Regions from separate parts of the Mus musculus genome. Here region 1 is linked to region 2. A link is a contact called in public HiChIP or PLAC-seq data. All regions are on one chromosome and are shown on one strand. Each heading gives the region's core, a stretch centred on a gene start, on an enhancer-like site or on the middle of the called end of the contact. The rest is flanking DNA. Distances are from core to core; before and after follow the strand shown.

What was found. HiChIP or PLAC-seq counts read pairs in DNA pulled down with a chosen protein or histone mark.
Region 1: an H3K4me3 HiChIP or PLAC-seq map of bone marrow-derived macrophages shows a contact between it and region 2, with 4 times the contacts expected there. The contact joins two enhancer-like sites. A contact is called at or near these places in 4 of 484 Hi-C or Micro-C datasets (the G1E-ER4 cell line, embryonic fibroblasts, hematopoietic stem and progenitor cells and 1 more), 3 of 115 datasets of contacts at active chromatin or transcription factors (bone marrow-derived macrophages, embryonic stem cells and microglia) and 3 of 9 other capture datasets (adipose tissue, liver and pancreatic islet).

Annotation. Positions count from the first base shown.
Region 1 is chr5:65,958,398-65,961,991 of GRCm38.p6, reverse strand. It overlaps a transcript of Chrna9 not described here. Among named protein-coding and RNA genes, the nearest start is that of Chrna9, 6.9 kb to the left of the region's middle. Within about 2 kb of position 1,806, at least 41 of the 459 cell types and tissues checked have an H3K27ac peak or open chromatin away from gene starts, as enhancers often do. A contact at or near this core is called in the G1E-ER4 cell line, bone marrow-derived macrophages and hematopoietic stem and progenitor cells, where this site is marked.
Region 2 is chr5:66,104,197-66,107,618 of GRCm38.p6, reverse strand. The region is part of intron 2 of Rbm47 (RNA binding motif protein 47); the gene reads left to right. Among named protein-coding and RNA genes, the nearest start is that of Gm26725, 45 kb to the left of the region's middle. Within about 2 kb of position 1,453, at least 82 of the 459 cell types and tissues checked have an H3K27ac peak or open chromatin away from gene starts, as enhancers often do. A contact at or near this core is called in the G1E-ER4 cell line, bone marrow-derived macrophages and hematopoietic stem and progenitor cells, where this site is marked.

The sequences.
Region 1 (3,594 bases), core at 557-3,056, 150 kb after region 2:
TAAATTTGGGTAAATGAGTTTGTCCAATTGGCTTGTTGATGGGGGGAAAAATTAGGTTAAAATTAAGCCATTCAAAGCTGGGCATGGTGGCGCACGCTTTTAATCCCAGCACTCGGGAGGCAGAGGCAGGCAGATTTCTGAGTTCCAGGCCTGGTCTACAGAGTGAGTTCCAGGATAGCCAGGGCTACACAGAGAAACCCTGTCTTCAAAAAAAAAACCCAAAAACAAAAATTGGCCATTATATATATAAAAGTGAAGAATTTTTATAATTTGTGAATTTGAATTGCATATTTAAGTTTATGTCAAACGCCCTTCTTTTACCTGCTAAAGCTTCCTCTTAAAGTCAACGTTGCCTGATACTCTAATTACTAATCTACTATCTTTGCTTAGATTTTTGTACTGATGCCATTTTATGGGCATTGATTATGGAAATGGTGCCATATTGTTATGACATGATTGCTTTAAACATTTGACTTAGTCTTTTTTACATTAAAACTTTCAATATTAAGTAAAAGAAAGAAGAGAACGCTAAGGGATTAAAAGTTGGGAAAGCAAGAAAAGTAAGAGCTACCTTCCTTATGATTTATAAGGTTACCAGAGGACTTTAACTTCTTCTCCTTACTTTCTTCTTCCTCCTCTTCCTTCTCTCAGCTTCTTTTTCCCACTTACACTAAGGTGATATTTAGCCTTACACCCTTAGCATACTGCTGTGCTATATTTTAACCTATGACAAAGCAAATTCCCTTGAGAATATGAACATACATTTTACTTTTCTGTATGTAGCCATGTATCTTAAATGCCCCCACCTCAAGGGCAGCCACCAAGGCCAATGCTATTAGTGCAGAATTGGGCCCAGAGGCAACTTCCCCATATCTCTGCGGACCCTCACGCAGGAGAAAGAGCCTTAGGACATAGTAGGAGTCCTGTGGTCCATGTTCAAGTCATAGGTCCATGATGTGCGTAACAACTCCTGAATTTTGTTTTTACATTTGCAGGAGTGCAAACTCACCTAAGGGGTTTATTGTGAGGATTTGAGAGAAACAGATAGATTACCAAGCACGCACTTGGCATATAGCAGGCTGTCAGCCATAGCTGATATGATGTCCCCTGCCTAAGCCGCACAGGCTCCAAGAGTCCACAAAAACTCCACTGAGTTTCCAACAAAAGAGCCAAGTTCATGAACAGACATGAGCAGGTGCTAAGGACCGCGCGTGCAGTTTCTGGGTCAGCAGAACGGCGGATACGTGATCCCCGCACACGATCTATCCAAGTGAATGATCTGCAGCAGTATCTGATGTCCATGCTTTGCCAGAAGATACACGATGTTCCCCTAAAGTCCCCTAAGGGAATAGTGTTGTGCAGGGTGAGTTCCTCTGGTTTTCCTTCACAGTCTGGGGTCTCTCCTCCCTGTGGGCGGAGAGGCTCTCCACCCTGGGAGCCTTCCAGTCGCCTCATCAGGCTGCAGGAGCCCTTGCAGATCCAATCCTTTCTCACCCACTGGTTCTACTTCCTCTTTTCACAGCAGACTGTGTGGTCACAATTGTATGATAGTTCTCTGTTGCTTTCTATTATCACCTCCCTGAGGACAGTGCAAATGTTGGGTAATTGATAAGGCTGGAGGAGACCCTCCTGCTTGTTCTGAGGACCAGTCTGCTCCACAGGCGTTAATCCATGGGGGGAAAAATAAGGAAACACAAGGGAGCAGTAGGCAAACCAAACTCCCCTGTTATTTTGTGACTAGCTCCCAATCACTCTCTTAACTGCATATTCTCTAATGTGGTGGTGTGAATGAAAATGGCCCCTTCAGACTCATCTATTTGAATGCTTAGTCACTGGGGAGCAGCACTGCTTAGAAGGATTGGGAGGTGTGTCCTTGTTGGGGTGGGTGTGGTCTTGTTGGGGGAAGTATTGGAAGAGGGCGTGGCTTTGAGATTTCAAAAGCCTAAACCAGGGTTAAGAGCACTGTCTGGTCTTCCTAGAGGTCCTGAGTTCAATTCCCAGCACCCACATGGTGGCTCAGAGCCATCTATAATGAGATCTGGTGCCCCCTTCTGGCCTGCAGGCATACATGCAGGCAGAATGCGGTATACATAATTATAAATAAGTAAATCTTGAGAGAGAGAGAGAGAGAGAGAGAGAGAGAGAGAGAGAGAGAGAGAGAGACTAGGCCCCTCACTGCCTACAGGTCCTGATGTAGGCCACTCAGCTATTTCACCATGTCTGTCAGAAGTTTTGTCCATTGTCATTATGTAAGTCAGCCCCAAATAAATGTTTCCCTTTATAAGAGTTGCCACAGTCACGGAGTCTTGCCAGGCTGCACGTCTGCCTCGCTGGGGTGCAGGGAGCGCCAGCAGAGAGCTCAGAGGAGACAAAACAGAGTCTGTAATGGGGGCCCTCAGTCTGTGTTTTCCTGGAGTGGGAAACAGCGGAGCCTGGGGCGATTGCTGTGGTTCCGTCTCCTGTGTACCCGGGGCAGCTGGCGTACCACCCAGAGTTGGGAACGGGGTCCCAGGTCTGCGCTTCCCTTTGCTCGCCAGGCTACATGGGATGCTGAGGCAGGAGGATTAATTGAGGACACAAATTCCAGACCATCGTGGGTAATGAAATGAGTTCCTATCTTGAAAAGAAGGGGGAATGAGAGGGAGAGAAATGACTCTAAAATTATATGCAGAGCTATGTACGGTGGAACACTTGTAATCCCAGCACTTGGGAGGCAGAGGCTGAGAGGCTGCTGAGCGTTGCTGGCTACTCTGTTCAATATAGAACATTCCAGGCCAGCTGGGGGTACAAGCAGACCCCTGAGCAGATGTCGCCATCAGTCTTCATCCACATCATCATCTTTACTCATTACTGAAATTCTCCCTCTTTTGCACTCCTTAGATTTTTACTTCAGGCAAATGCCTCTCTTGTCTCCCCTCCCCCGATCCTGACCCTGATAAGATTTAGTTAGTTCAATATAAACCTGGTTAGTTCACCCAATTCACCTAAAGAACTGTCTTTTTTAAAAAGTTCAGACAGTCTAGGAGTAATCTAAAAGATTCAAAGCCTATTTGTTTTAAATATAGAATGGAGATACTATTAAAAGAATCGGAAGAGATGACAAACAAACAAACCAAAACAAACCAAATTTGAGAAGTAATTCAAATTCATGGTATTCTAACAGAGCCAAGGTACTTCACCTTGCCAGCCACCAGATGTCGCTGTACACTCCCTGCAGATCTCATAAGGGAAATCGCTATTAAGCCTAAGACCTAAGAAACAGCCTAAAAAAATAAAATAAATAAAATAAAATAAAATAAAATAAAACCTGCCACCTAGTCGCTTGAAATAGTATGTCTATAGCAAGCCATCCATTTATCTAGGATTTCTGGCTAATAGTCAAATGTTTACATCAATAAAATCTCTCAATTGATTTAAGCAAAGAAATAGACTGGAGTCTATTTGTCCTAATCAATGTTTTCTAGAACATTCGTGCTTTCTCTTTCCTGCTCCTCAGCCAGATCAATGTCTACAAAAGCACGATTTTGTTAGACCAGAACAGAATGTTCCAGAAGAGCAGCAGAGGAACAATTAGTGTTCCCTGCTTTGGAGGAC
Region 2 (3,422 bases), core at 204-2,703:
AGCAGTAATGATCTTAACTCAGACAGACGAGGAGAGCCAAGAATCCTACTGGGTGAGACCAGAATTAGTCCTGACAAGGAGAAAGGCCCTGCACTGTAATGGTAACTGCCTCAGGAGTTTGAGCTATCCCTGTACTTCACAGTAGAGGGATCTTGGTTTGGCGTGGAACCTTCTGGAGGGCCTCTCCTGTCTGTATTCCTGTAGGCTCCTCCCCTCCCCCCAGTTCTGCTTCTCAGGTGGGATTGCCTCTTTTTTTTCTTTAGACACCTTGATCCCAGAGTCCAGTCTCTCTCTTTTGCCTCTTGTCCTTAAGCCAGGTAGACAAGGTGACCTTTCTATTGATTTAGTGTATCTTTAAATACAGTGCATTTTGCAGATTATCTTTGAAGGAACTTGATTACAGAGTATAAAGACAGAGTGCTGGCAATTTAATGATAGCTTTTAAAAATGAATCAACAGGTCCATGGGTTGTTTGAGAAATGTTAAAATGTGTAAAAGGGTGTGCTGTAGAGGAGAAGAAATGGGTTTCTTTAATTTTTATTTATTTATTGTCATGGCAAAAAAAAAAGGATTCTTAGATGTAGGGTGCACTTAAATGCTTTCGGCATTATTCGGCTGTCTTAAAATAAGGGATCCTGGTGCTAGTCTCCTGTCCCCCAAGGTGTAGTAGATACACTCAGTGGAGATGTCTCTGTCCATACGTACCCCCCCCACACACACACACATACACACTCACACACTCACACACACACACACACACTCACACACAGTGGGAGAGCAGGGACAGCATGTGTTGCATTCTGAGTTCGGGGCCGCTTGTGTTTTAGATGGAGCTTGGAGAGGGTTCTGCTGGTATCTGAGAGGAGATAAAAATCTCCAGGCAGTGTGGATCCTCACTCTCTGGAAACATCTGTCCTAGGGAAGGAGGACCTGATTGCCGCTCAGAACATCTGCATTTCTAGTCTTGTTCTTTAGCCCACGCTGATTTGGAAGAAGCCTGTGACGAAGATCATGCTTCCTCATGCTAGAATGTGCTCGAGTTAGGCGTGTACCGCCACGCCTGGCTGCATTGCTCTTGTATTTTATTGGTTTGGTTTGGTTTGGGTTTTTTTTTTTTTGGTTTTTCGAGACAGGGTTTTTCTGTATAGCCCTGGCTGTCCTGGAACTCACTTTGTAGAGCTCTTGTATTTTAAAAATCAATCTTCAAAGCTCTGGATGCATTTAGAGGGCGTGCAGGGCTCTGCACTTTCCCTTCCTCCTGTTCTTCTCCCTCCTCTTCTTCCTTCCCCACCCCCTCAAGCAGGCTTTGTGCTCACTAGCTCTGGGCCACCGTACTTGGTTCTATGTAGTGCTGCGGTTGGAACCCAAAGCTTGAAGCTCTCTGTAGACTGAGGTACCTTCTCAACCCAGTTGTGCATTTTCTGTGTGGTGGATGCAGATTCTGTCACATGCTGGTGAAACGTCTAACCGTCAGACTCCGACCCTGTTAGGAAATTCCTAGCGATTGTGCAAACCCTATGAGTGCTTTGGGTGTTTGGACAACAGTACTTTGGCTGACTCATCATATTTTTAACTGTTGCGGCTCTATGAGAGTCTGGAGGAAAATCAGAGAGAAGGTAATGTTCACAAAGTGTGTGTTGGTGAGTTTAGTGCTCCAAAAGTAAGTGTGTGTTGGTGAGTAGCTTGACAGGTCTTCTTCTCATGGCTGTCCAGTTGTAAAGTAAATGGGAGTGGAAAAGAAAGATAAATATCAAAATTTGTGTAAAATCAGAAAAAACCCGAGGCTGTCTGTTTAATTTGTGGTTTGTTGTGCACAGGCCTCAGACTGGGACTGTGTGTGTGTGTGTGTGTGTGTGTGTGTGTGTGTGTGTGTGTGAGTGTGTGTGTGTGTGTGTGTGCCAGTAGACAGAACTGGGAACTAAGGAACCACAAGCAAGTGTTCTTTTTCTTTTTCTACCCCACCATAAAGGCTGATTTAGCAGGACACCACAAACCCTCCCTTTAAGCTAGCAAGTCTTCCTGATTTGGGTAGGGCCCTGAAAGATGGTCAGGCTGATAACTAGTGAACCTCAGAAGAAGTCTGCTGAGTCAAGACTTTGCCTGCGCTGGTGCTGTCACCCATGGTGAGCTGCCAAATAGCATCGCTGGCCACTGCTTTACAATTCAGGGCTGGGGGACGTTTGTGTGGCCCCTGGGTAAGCAGTGGCTTGGCCCTAGCCCCTGGTTTTCCTTCTTCTTTTTTAGATTATTGTAATTAAATTTCATCGTATGAATTCTGGTTTTGTTTTTGCTTTTGTTTTCTTTTTTTCTTTAGTGTTCAAAGCAATGTTGCTTTTCCTTTCTGTAGATGGAATTTCATCTAACCCAGGCTGGACTTGAACTCTTGATCTTCCTGCCTCTACCCTCGAATGCCAGGATTTGGGGTGGGGTGGGGCAGGCGTTGCGCATCGCCATGCCTGGCAATAGAAGATTCATGCAACGTTTTCATAATACATGTCATTGTACTTTGCTCATATTCTGCCCACAGCCCCTTCTCTTTCTCCAGAGAGTCTTGTTTTTGCTTGCATGTTACTTACATTCTATATACTAGAAAAAATGAAGTGTTTGTCTTTGAGTCTGGTTTATTTTAATTAACATCATTCTCCCCGGTCCCATCCACTCTTCTGCAAGTGACATTTAGTTCCTTCTCCAATGAGTCTGTGTATGCCCTTTTCTTTATGGATTTCTCTGTTAATGGGCATCTAGGTTGATCCTATCGTTTGGCTGTGTGCATAGTGGAACAACCAACATATGTGCAAGAATCTCTATAGCATGTTGACTTAGCTCTATAGCATGTTGACGCCGTCTGTAGAGTTAAGCATGTTCCATGAGGATGGTGTAGTCTTTCTGCTTTCCACAGTGGACCGCAACCCTTTACATTCCCGTTGGCTTTCCATTGTGAGCTTGAGCTACTAGGTTGTGTCAAGTGCTGCGCTCCACCTCAGATGCAGAAGTGAGACAACAGCCCTGTCTTCATGGAAACTACATCTGGGGATAACTGACCACCAACCAAACTTGGCCAGTATTTAATTGTGACCTGTGATAGGTACTTCGAGAATGGGGTGGGAGAGGAGAGGGAATCTGTGTGATTGAGGCCCGGAGGAAGGGCATTGTGGAGGAATTGGCATTGGACTGAGACTGGAAGAGTGGAGTTGGCTCAGGCTACTGGTGAAACAAAACCCTAAGCAGCATCTGTCATTTCTACACATGATTAGCTTAGAGGATAGAAATAAATTGGTGTTTCTCTACATTTCGGGCAGTAGTGGAAAGCGGTCTTCTTCCCTCTCTTTCCTTCTCCTCCCTTCCCTCCTTTTGATCAGTTCGTCTTCAAACTCTATCCTCCTGCCTCCACCTCTCACCTGCTGGGGAATGCAGGCCTGAAC